2 separate regions of the Pan troglodytes genome follow, and region 2 is linked to region 1. A link is a contact called in public HiChIP or PLAC-seq data. All regions are on one chromosome and are shown on one strand. The core of a region is the stretch at or near the end of the contact, and the rest is flanking DNA. Distances in the headings are between cores, read along the strand shown.

Region 1 (5,288 bases), core at 1,154-3,653:
TCAAACCTTTTACAGCCAATGGGAGCGTGGAGGGGGGGCGAGCGGGAGAGGGCCATGGGGGGGGGAGGGGAATGGCCGGCCTCATGCCTCCATACCAATTGGAGGGCAAAGGGGTTAGGGGGCGGTGTGGCCCCCCCTATTCCATTCGTCCCCTGGGGGTACAGCAGCCGGGAGCCAGGTGAGAAGGGATCCATCGGCGGCCGAGGGAGGGGTGACCTGGCGGTGGGCTGAGTGGTGGTGGCTGTGGCCCCTACCCGTGGATGTGAATGCTTTAGGAGTTGGCCACCCATGTTGTGAACTGAGGTTGTTCCCAGGCGCCAACTTCTTTCCTCCCCAGAGCCTCTGGAGGGAGCATTGCTGTGCGCCCTTTGTGTCCGCGGTAGGGGAGCTCCAGTCGTCACACCGCAGGCTGGAGGTTACGCTTCGAGTCGCTTACCGAATTTGTGTGCATTCACGTGGACACGGCCTGTGGGGCCTTTTGCCCCTGTAGGGTCTTTACTGAGCACGTGTCTACTCCAGGCTGGGGTGCTTACAAGCTGAAAGCTTGAACTGCTTAGGAACAGAAACCAGGCCCAAGGTGGGTGCTGGCAGTAGGGGGTCTAGACAGCATGGTCTGAGATGCGAGGGAGGCTCGGGACCTGGAATGATTTCACAGCTCCCAAGGTTTCGGGTGTCTCCAGGGTGGCCTCTTCCATCGCCTCCCTCATCCCCTCCCCCAGTCCTGAACAGTTCTGTCCTTGTGTACTGCGGGGGAGGGAACGGAAAGGAGGAAAGAGTTACTTTCCCAAATTGCAGTAGCCTCCCTGGTGACTCATGTGGGGGAAGGGAGGATAGAGGATCGGGAGGCAGTGATTTTCCGGAATGCAGGGAATAAACGAGAGCAATGTCTGGCTGCCCTTTTCCTAAGGCCTAGTATTTTCTCAGCCTCCTAAGTTTTTATTCCATGGCCGGCCCCCTGATGGGCCTCTGTCCTGGCCTGCAGAGCCCCGGTGGAGAAAAGCAGATTTGGGAGGTTGGGCCACTAGGGGGAGGGGAAAAGGCCTCTGCAAAGTTGCTGTGTCATTGCCCTCCCTGCTGCAGCCACCCAAACGGGGCCGCTTGTACTTTTGGGGGCCAGGGCCTGATCCCTGGCTGGGGGAAGGGGACTCTGCTCTCCTGACGCTCATTTTCCCCCGCCCTCCCGGGGTTTGCCCTACTCCGGGGGTCAGAAGACAGGAGATTGGCGGCCATTTTAGACGCAGTAACCGAGGCTACTGCAGAGGAGGGAGGGTGGCGTGGTTGCAGCTCAAGGACCTAGGCCCTTACGAGCCCTTCCCGGGCGAGGGGGAATCTTACCGTATATTTATTTGTTTACCTACGTTGATTATTTTTCCCAGATACGTACACAAGTTTGTTTTCTCCCTGGTAGCGAAGAAAGGGGAAACGGGGGAGGGGACGCCCCACCAAAGCCCAGGTTTTCTCGGGTGGGGGAAATCCTTTCACTCTCTTGTAAGGGGGCGGGGACGGCCCCAGAGATGCTCTGGAGATCCTGATCTCTGGGCTCTGGTTGATTCACAGAGTCTGCACCCTTATTTAGATAACCAAGTTAGGAGGAAGACTTAAGAGTAAGTTGGGGGGAGGGGGCGAAACTGAGCTCCCAAAATGGCTCCTGCCCCTCCTCGGAGGCGGACGGCCGGGGGGAGGGGAGGAGGGGAGGAGGGGGAGGGCTAGTCTGAGCCGCAGCCGCCGCCTCCTCCGCTCGCCCTCCTCCCTGGCGCTGACCGATGGACCAGCCGCTCCGTGGGGAGGACTCCGGACCCTGGTGGGGGGGCGGGGGGGTTCTTTCGCCCCCGTGGCGGAGGGCCCCTAAGAGGCGGATACGGGTCTGCCCTTGGGGGTAATGTGGCGTGTGGGGGGAAAGGTCCGAGCTCGCCTGGAGGGGGAGGGTTTTTCCCTTAAGTCATCCCTCCCAGGACTTGCTTTTTCTGCTCTGAGCCGGACGCCGGAATGGAGTTTTGAGGAAGAGGTGAGGTGTGTTGCATTGTATAGGGTAGATGGATGCGTTTGGGGATTTTAATCCCACTTTAGGGTTGCTGAGGTTTTTTCGAACGAGCAGAAATGTATTGGTAACTGTAGGTGTGAGTGGGGAGGGATTAGAAAGGTGCTTGGACGTGCAAATTTGGGAGACGTATTTTAGCTTTTGTGGTCTTTGGGACTAAACAGTAGTAAATAATGTTTTGCTCGTCTTTCCATCGTTTGGCTTGAGGGAGGGAGTGGAGTATTATAAGACTCTGGCAAGACTGTGTTTTAGACTGTGGGGCATGGGAACGTTAGATCCCCTCATCGCCGTTCTGAAGCCCGTAGCTGTTCGCCATAGAGGAGCAGGCCGCGGCTTCTAAGATGGCGTCTTTTTCCTCGTTTCAGATTCTTCGCTGCTGCTGCCTTACCGCCGAGAACCACCACCCGCCGGGCGTCTTGCGGCCACACCCCTGGCGGGCTCAGGCAGGCTACGCCCACGCGACCCCTCCCGTTTCCCTGCTCTGGCCAATGGAGGAGCTACGAATGGCACGACCTGCTCGAGCTTGGCAGTCTCCAGTTGGGCTGTGCATGGAAGCTTGGGAAGACTTTGTTGGAAGGGGAGGCGGGGACAGAGTGCTGGAGGCTCTGGGGCGATGGCTTCCGCACCTCTTCCAACCACCCTCTTTCCCTGGAGTCGGCGGACCACAGCTCAGCCAATTGGCTTGGAGATGTGGCGGGTTGCCACTTCCCTGTGGGTCTCTGCGGCACTCTTCTGCCTGGTGACTGACACCTTGGAAATGAAGTTTATGACGTCATCGTTGCGGCTGGCCAATAGAAAAAGCTCCCGCGGAGAGGTGTTCCTTCCCCTTCGACTCAGCTTCTTCACCCGCGTGAGCGAGCGCGCGCGCGCGGAGGGGGTGGGGAAAATCTCAAGCAGGGTGGCGCGCATGAGCGGCGAAGCTCCTCCTCCCCGCCTATATATAAAGGGCTGGCGCGGGGCTCGGCGGCGCCATTTCGTGCTGGAGTGGAGCAGCCTCTAGAACGAGCTGGAGGATTCTGCCTACCGATACAGAGCCTTCGAGTCGTCCGGGGCCGCCATTACAATCCACCTCCATCCACTTGGAAATGGCCTTCGTCCCGGCCTATGACTGGTCCCAGCGGGCAGTACAGACCCCATAGAAGCCCCTGGAGCTCCCCTTTTTCGGGCCCCGCCCAGTCCTCGGAGTCTGTCCACCCCCTCTACTCCGCCCTCAAGAGGATTTCAAAGATGGAGGCGGCGGCTCCCTAAACCACTTTTCGTGTTCATCCGCCTCCATCCGAGATCGAAACGGGACCTCGTCGGCCCCGTAGGGTCCCGACAAGAAGAGGGAATCCCTGCAGACCAACAGCGGGCTATATTGACGACGGTGTCTGAGATCGGGGACCGTCTTTTGAAGTCAGTCCCTCCTTAGTTGCCCGCCTCAGCTGAGGCCGCCGCCATTTTCTTGCTGTCCGCCGTCTGCAGAGCGCGCCAAGCTGCCCGGAGCTCTCCGAGAGGCCCCAAAGAGACTGCTTTCGTGCCGGCCAGGCAGGGGGTTTGTCGCCTGGAGGCCCAAGAGGAACGGCCTCCCCCCAACTTAGCGGGTTATGCTGGACCGGGCGGTGAGGGGAACCGAGGCCACCCGGACTTTCCGCGGCTGAGGGCAGCGCCGGTTCCCTGCGGTCAAGATGCTGCAAAACGTGACTCCCCACAACAAGTACGTTTCCGCGAGCCGCGTGTGGGAAGGGGATGTTGCAGGGCGGCGGCACAGGGGTGTGGGGCGCCGTGTTGGGAGTACGGAGCGGCCCCGGCGCGCTGCTGTTGCGGCGCAGCTGTCGACTCGGCCGCGCGGAGGGAATTGAGCGACGGTTTTGGAACGGTGGTGGCGGCTCGGCTACTGCTCGTGGAGGGGAATACAGGTTGTCAATTTATACACTATTAATGCCGCCGTGGCCCAGTCTTAACCGAGTCAGGCAGAGCTAGTTTGACGGTGGAGTGTAGTGAGGGTGGACAGCAGGTCTGGCGTTTGATGGGTCTGGTATCTAGCGGCGGTCTGTTAGCCTTTTAGGGGGGATTCACGGACACCTCTAGCGCCCTGTAGGGTTGCCATGGTGACGGAGCGCTTAAGGGAATGGCAACGGGGATTCCCAGAGAAGGGTAAAGAGATCACTCTCCCGTGTGTGCAGGTTCCTAATGCCCAGGGCATGTCATTAAATCTTTTGCTTTCTTTGGGTGGGTGGGTTGTGTGTGGTGTTTGTTGGTGCAGGGATTGTTTCTTCCTAACATTAAAAGTTTGATTCAGGGCAGGAGGGTAGAGCTAAGGTTCCTAGTTCAGCTCTGCGATGTAAACAATGAGATTCCCATATGATGTCTTAATTCTTAGGTGGTAGGAAACACTGATCGGAGGAGCACCAGAGGGACTGTAAATGAACCACTGTTAGCGTTTGGTGTCCGGAGTTGGTGCTACAGGGGGAACTGGTAGTGGAATCGTGTTGTGTAGTGGGTGGGTGGAAGGGGGCTATCACTTGGTGACCTTGACTGTTTTGTGTGGCTTTTTGACTTCCTTGGAGTGAGGAGACTTTGATTTGGTGCGAATAATTTTGAGGGCCTGGAAGTTTCGGGCTGTGAAGTCTGACAAATTCTTCCTTGTCTGAATTTGTTTTTAAGTTGATATGGTTCTTCTTCTGGGTTTCTAGTCTATGTTCTGTTGTGGCGTGAACTACCCAGACCTTGTGGAAGATGGTGCTCTCTCTTCTATCTAGGTGGATTATTCTGTGTCTTATCAGCATTTTATGGAATTTTTTATAGCCATAATTTGTTCTTTTCCTCCTTACCGGCGCTCAACCACCATGGCAACCACCAAAACCCCTAGTGAGGAGGAAGCTTGGGGTTTGAGTTTCTTAACTCCACCCATTTTGCTTAAGCCCCATCCCCATAGGGCTGCAGTTCTGAGATGTCGTGCCTTGTCAGAAACAATTTGGGAGTTTTTTGAAATATGAAAAAGAACAGATAGAGCCCATCAGACTTAAGAAGGTGGGGTCTAGATAGTATACTAAAAATATTAATAAAAGGAAGGTGGGGCCAGCAATAAAAGCTCCACAGATTGTTTGGATATTGTTTCTGCTTAAGAAGCACTTGGCATAAGCTTAACCACCTCACTAGGGCCAGCACCTGGATTCATCAGACTATTGTGCAGATGCACTTTTTCCTCATTTGGACGATATTGCCCTAATTTTGTTTCCCATCTTTACAGGCTCCCTGGGGAAGGGAA
Region 2 (5,288 bases), core at 1,924-4,423, 450 kb after region 1:
CCTTACCCCATCCATCTCAAAGTTCTCACCGAACAAAATCTGTCAAAGCTGGGACCAAGGAACTTTGGGTTTTAATCATCTAAGGGACAAAGATAAACATGGTTGAATCAAGGAGTGGGATTGAGTTCAGTTTCTCAGAAGAGGGGTAAGGGCTAAAGGGGTCAGGGATTGGGGATATTTTGTTGGGTGGGGGAAATGTTTCTCACCATCAGCACCTCACTGTCTTCCTCGATCTTCCCTTTCCACTCATAGCTGAAAGGTCAGAGGGGGAGAGTTGTGGGGAGCAAAGAATTTCCCCCAAGAAAGAGGTTCCCAGTCAGCTCCTACAGTTAGGTTAACCCCCCAACTCCTATGACTCACATGGATGTAATCTGAGGGATGAGGTTGACGCAGGCTGCTAGGCGCTTCTCCACCACGGCCCTGGAGTGAAGAGACAGTCCCATTCAGAGTACCCCATGACCCCAGTTTTTGTACTGGCAGCCCAGAGACAGGCTTCCAGAGCTGGAGAAAGGAGAAAGCAGCACTCTTCTGCCCCACCCCCAACTCTCCCTTCATGATCATCCTTTCTCGCTGCACATCGAGGTCCCTACCTGGCGATCTCCCTGGCGACCTTCTCGTTGGGGCAAGTAACAAAGGCTGCAGAGACCGAGCCCGGAACGTAGCCAGAGCCGGAATCCGAGGCCGGCGAGGGCTGGGTCGGAGGGCTTCCAGAGGCCATGGTCAGCAGGACTCGGGGTAGCAACAAAAGGCGGGAGGCCACAGGCAGCAGCGCCGGCATCCAAACAAAAGACAGGAGCAGAGAGGCCTGAGAGCAGGAGGCGAATTCGATCTCTCCTCACAAACAGCCCAGGAAATTACACCCGGGGAAGCCTTCGCTTAGATCCTCAGGCTCTGCCCTCCCTCTGATGCACCCCCGAAGAATGCCCCTGAAGGTGAAAGAGAAACTTGGAAAATAAAGCAAAAGCTCATTTCACTCACACCTCAGGGGGCCAACCTCTGGGATTTGGGGTGCGGGTAGCGGTCGAGGCTTCGAGGACCGGAAGGGGCGGGGCGGGGCCGGTCACTCACCACTCCGCCGAGCAGGACCGCGGGAGCCCGCCCCCCACTCATGCGGCCTACGCTGGTACAGGAGAGTTGATCTCAAAGGCCACACGTCACACGGAGAAACAACCCCAGGAAGAGCGGCCTCTTCTTACCTTGGTGGCAGCCACGTGATTAGAAAACAGCGCGCACCATGTGACAGTAGAAGAAGGACCACCCGCGCCTCCAGAGCCAGCCAATCCCGGCCCTATCATGGCGCGGTTTGCCCGCCTCCTGATGAGGGAGGAGCCATGGGAGACTTGACCAATCGACTACCGCATCTGCAGACGTGCGCGGAAATGGCACGCCCGTTTCCGTGTGAACCCGAAACTGCCACTTGCTGGCTGAGGAGAGCCGCTGCGGCGTTCCACTGTCACGTGAGGGGGCCGGTCCTCTTCGGCGGCGGCACTCAGTGAGTGACGCCAAGTGGCCAATCACAGGCCAGCCTCGCAGGCCACGTGAGGCGAGAGCTGGTTCCAGGAAAGGGGGGCCAGAGACCCCGCAGAGTCGATGCGTCAGGCTCTGGAGTGGGGAATCATCCTTAAACCCCACAATGTGCCTAGTGACCTCCCCTTCACTGTTTCCGAGGTCTTAAGGAGTGGGAAGGTCTGAGAAGGACCTTTCACCCCAACCTCAGGGGTTAAGAGAGCGCCCCCTGCCCTTTTAGTTGGGCAGAGATATGCCTGGGTTTGGGAATGAACAACGGTGATCTAGAAGCCCGCTGTCCCTGGGTAGCAGGGAGTGATTAGGCAGGCACGGGCATGGCAAGACAATAGCTAGGTGAGGAAAGAAGCATTTTAAAACAGAGCGAGACCCTGTGGTAGAGGATGGTGAAAATGGGGCCTAGCCATCTTAATTGAAAACCCAAAGCTTGAGACAGACTACTGAATCAGAGGGAAGGAGAACGAGGGCTGCAGGATGGGGACAGTGGTGATGGTCCTTCTGTCCCCTCTTCCCTGCCTATTCCACTCCCCAGGATTGGTCCACCTCTCAGCCTCGGGTCTCCTTTCCCTAACCCATCCCCCGAGGAGCCAGGACCTGCCCTACATAACTTCCCTGGGGCCCAAGCACATCCTGTGACCCAAAAATGGAGAGAGGGGCCAATGAGAGGCAGAGAGGTGGGAGGAGGTGCAGAGAAAAAAGCTCTTGCCACTGCCCCCACCCAATATTTCCCCTCCCTTCAAGGTCTGAGGTCATTGGTCTGGTGGTGGGGATGCCTCGGAGTTTCCCAGGCTGACGTCAGGGTTATACCTCTCCGAGGTTCTAGGGCAGGGAAGTGGGGAGGGGAGGTTCCCTGAGATCTCTGTCTTTGAGTTTGGAGTTTGTCTCTGAGATAGATTTCGGAGGGGTCTTTCAGTATTTGTGTGGAGATCTTTCTTAGGATTGAGTTTCCTTTTATGCTTCTGGTTTGGGGGGTTTCTATGTTTCAGGGTCTGTGGTCGCACTCTGAGGTCTTTCGAAGTCTTCTTCATGAATTTTGGGTCTCTGAGTTGTCCATCTCCGGACCAGCTGAAGTCTCTATCTCCCCTTAAGTCAGGAGTGTCTCTGTCTCTAAGTTATCAGTCTCTGAGATCTGAGTCTGGGGTCTCTTTCTAGGTCTGAGTTCTCTAAGCTCTAATTCTACATCTGGCTCTTTCTGAATCTGGGCCTCATTTTCTTCTGAGTCTAGGTCTCAGGTCCTGGTCCCTGAAATCATCATCTCAGGGTCTGGAGTCTAAGATGTCTGTAGGTATGGAGAACCCTTTTTAGACTGGATTTTCAGATTTTGATATGGGCTTCTCTCTCTGGGGGATCTGGGGTCGTTTTTTCCTCAAATCAGGAGTCTCTTTTCCTTTAGATTTTGGGCCTGTGTCTCAAATTAACCCACAGTAGGGGGTGGTGAAGTATCTTTCTCTGTGGGTCTAGGGTCTCTCTGTCTCAGGGTCTGGGGTCTGCATCTTTAGGACCTCTGTCTCTCTCTGGTGTGTTTTTGAGTCAGGGGTCTCTCTCTCTCTCACAATCTGGGCCTCCCGGAGTAGGGGTGGGGGCTGCAGAGTCTCTCCCTCCTCCTCCTCCTCCTGCTCTCTTCGCTCTCGCTCGCTCCCCCGCCCCCCCTCTCTCTCGGCTGCCGCTGCTGCCGTTGGCTCTTATTCTCCTCCTCCTCCTCCTCTCTCCTCCTCTCTGCTTCTCTCTGCTCCTCTCTCCTCCTCTCTCCTCCTCCTCCTCCACCTCCTCCTCCTTCTCCCCCTCTTTCTCCCCCTCTTTCTCTCTTCTTTCTCCCCCGTCCCCCCGCCCCCTCCCCCCAGGCCTGATGAGCAGGTCTCGAGCCTCCATCCATCGGGGGAGCATCCCCGCGATGTCCTATGCCCCCTTCAGAGGTACGTGGTGGGGGGAGGGGGAGGGCCATATGGGGGGCAACAGGGGGAGGGGCAGGGGGCGGGGGAGAGTCGGGGCCGAGGGAAGGGAGCGGCTGAAATGGAGGGAGAGGGGAGGACCGGGAAGGCAGGGGTGGGAGCAACCGGGAAGGAGGGATTGGAGGCCAGAGGGATAGGGGTAGATAAGGGATGGAGGGGCCAGGAAATGGGCCTTGAAAGGGGGCTGAAGGGAAAATGATGAAGGGGAAAGAAAGCGCCAGAAAGGGGTGGGAAGGTAGAAGGATTGGGTTGGGGAAAAAGCTGCAGAAATAATTTGGGGGTGGGAGCTGAGTGATGAGGAAAACATCAAGGAAATAGAGGGACAGAGTCTTGGGAGAGGGGCTAGGAAGGAGAAATGAAAACATAGGGGTGAAAAGAGAAGCCAAGAAGATGTGGGGGGAGAATTTGGTGGGGGACTCAGAGTATGGTAAGGGGCGGAAAAAGAGAGGAGGATGGAGGGAGAGAAGGGGCCAGATGGAGAGAGAGGGAGGCAGTGGGGGGTGGGGGGATGGAGGGTCCAGATGGAGGGAAGAGAGAAGAGAGAGGGAATGGTGGGGGAGGGGAGACCAGGGCAGGGGGAGGGCCAAATTATGTGTGCTTGGGGGGGTGGCAGTACAAGTAAGATTAAATGATGGGAGTAGGGGACAGGTTAGGATCCTGCCCCAGACTCTGACCCTCTCAAAGGCTCTTGACCAGTAAAATGTAACCTCTGGGGTCTTAATGCTGTCTTCACTTCATCACTTTTACCCCCTTCCCCCACCCCTCCAATCCTTATTTCCATTCCCCCTCCCTCCTCTGCTGTCCATCACCTATATCTTTCCCCCCATATGGTGTCCGTTCCTTATATGAGTCCCCCTTCTGTCCTTCCCCTATATCAGTCCCCTCTCTGGTGTTCATTGCCTCTCTCTTATCTCTTTTCTATGTGGTCGCTCCCTTATATCTCTATCGCTTCTTTACTAGTCCGTCTTGACCCCTTGTCATAGCCCCCGCATTAGGTCTGCCTCCTTTGCTCTGACACATGTCCAGTCGAGCCCTTCAGGTGTATTCCCTTGCCCCTGGGCATTTACCATCATTTCTGCCTCCTTTTCTATCTACTCCTATTATTTGTCTCCCAGACCATTCCTTGTCACCACAAGTCTGTGCCTACCCACTTTCCCTTAATACCTCAACTCTTATTATCATTTCTCTTTTCTTGTCTCCTCTACTTATTGGGGTGTTGGAGATTTGGGGTACAAAGACACAGGTTTTGATGATTAGAACAAGGGATCCCCATCTCAGCCCTTGAGGGATTTCTCATCCTAGTAAAAATTTCCCGTTTCTCAGCCATGTTGCTCTGCCTCTTGCATCTGCCTCCCAGAATCATTCTTCACCAAGTCCAGACAGTATTTTTGTGTGTGTGTGTGTGTTTCTAGAGTTGTTCCTAAGTTCCCTGCTGCCAGGAGAAAGATGCCCTCTGAAGTCTAACCTGCCTCCCTTGGCTGCAGCCTGAACCAGCCCTTTCCCCAAATGCTATGTATATCGACAGATTTCTCCTCTGGGTATACCAAGTGTCTAAGTGCGGTGGGCATGTTGCCTGCAATGTCTGTAGTTTCAGAGGCTAGGTATTGGTGATCTCTGTATCTAGAGAACATTAGTTAGTCTCTGAGATGGGTTGAGATAGAGTTTCAAAGTATGTGGTTTCTAAATGGTGGACATTCTGAGGGTTCATCGCTCACTGTGATCTGGAGGTTGGGTAAATTTGAGAGACATATTTATAGACAGAAAAGGGCTGAATTTGCAAAACTCTGCTACTGAGTGCATTCTGTTGGAATGAAG

Evidence for each region. HiChIP or PLAC-seq counts read pairs in DNA pulled down with a chosen protein or histone mark.
Region 2: a contact with region 1 is called in an H3K4me3 HiChIP or PLAC-seq map of stem cell-derived excitatory neurons, with 3 times the contacts expected there. The contact joins the promoter of SYNGAP1 here to the promoter of BRD2 in region 1. A contact is called at or near these places in 1 of 7 Hi-C or Micro-C datasets (stem cell-derived neural progenitor cells) and 1 of 1 datasets of contacts at active chromatin or transcription factors (stem cell-derived excitatory neurons).

What each region holds. Positions count from the first base shown.
Region 1 is chr5:38,850,174-38,855,461 of NHGRI_mPanTro3-v2.0_pri, forward strand. It overlaps BRD2 (bromodomain containing 2), which reads left to right and starts at 2,404. Exons shown (of 13, transcript XM_063812858.1): 1 at 2,404-3,734; 2 at 5,271-5,288. It overlaps LOC129144363, which reads left to right. Exons shown (of 3, transcript XM_063813264.1): 3 at 2,404-3,053. The coding sequence ends at 3,038.
Region 2 is chr5:39,303,470-39,308,757 of NHGRI_mPanTro3-v2.0_pri, forward strand. It overlaps SYNGAP1 (synaptic Ras GTPase activating protein 1), which reads left to right and starts at 3,174. Exons shown (of 19, transcript XM_009451033.4): 1 at 3,174-3,437. The coding sequence starts at 3,371. CUTA (cutA divalent cation tolerance homolog) reads right to left here and starts at 1,306. Exons shown (of 6, transcript XM_001171068.5): 1 at 1,197-1,306; 2 at 591-805; 3 at 361-420; 4 at 207-252; 5 at 30-79. The coding sequence starts at 1,295.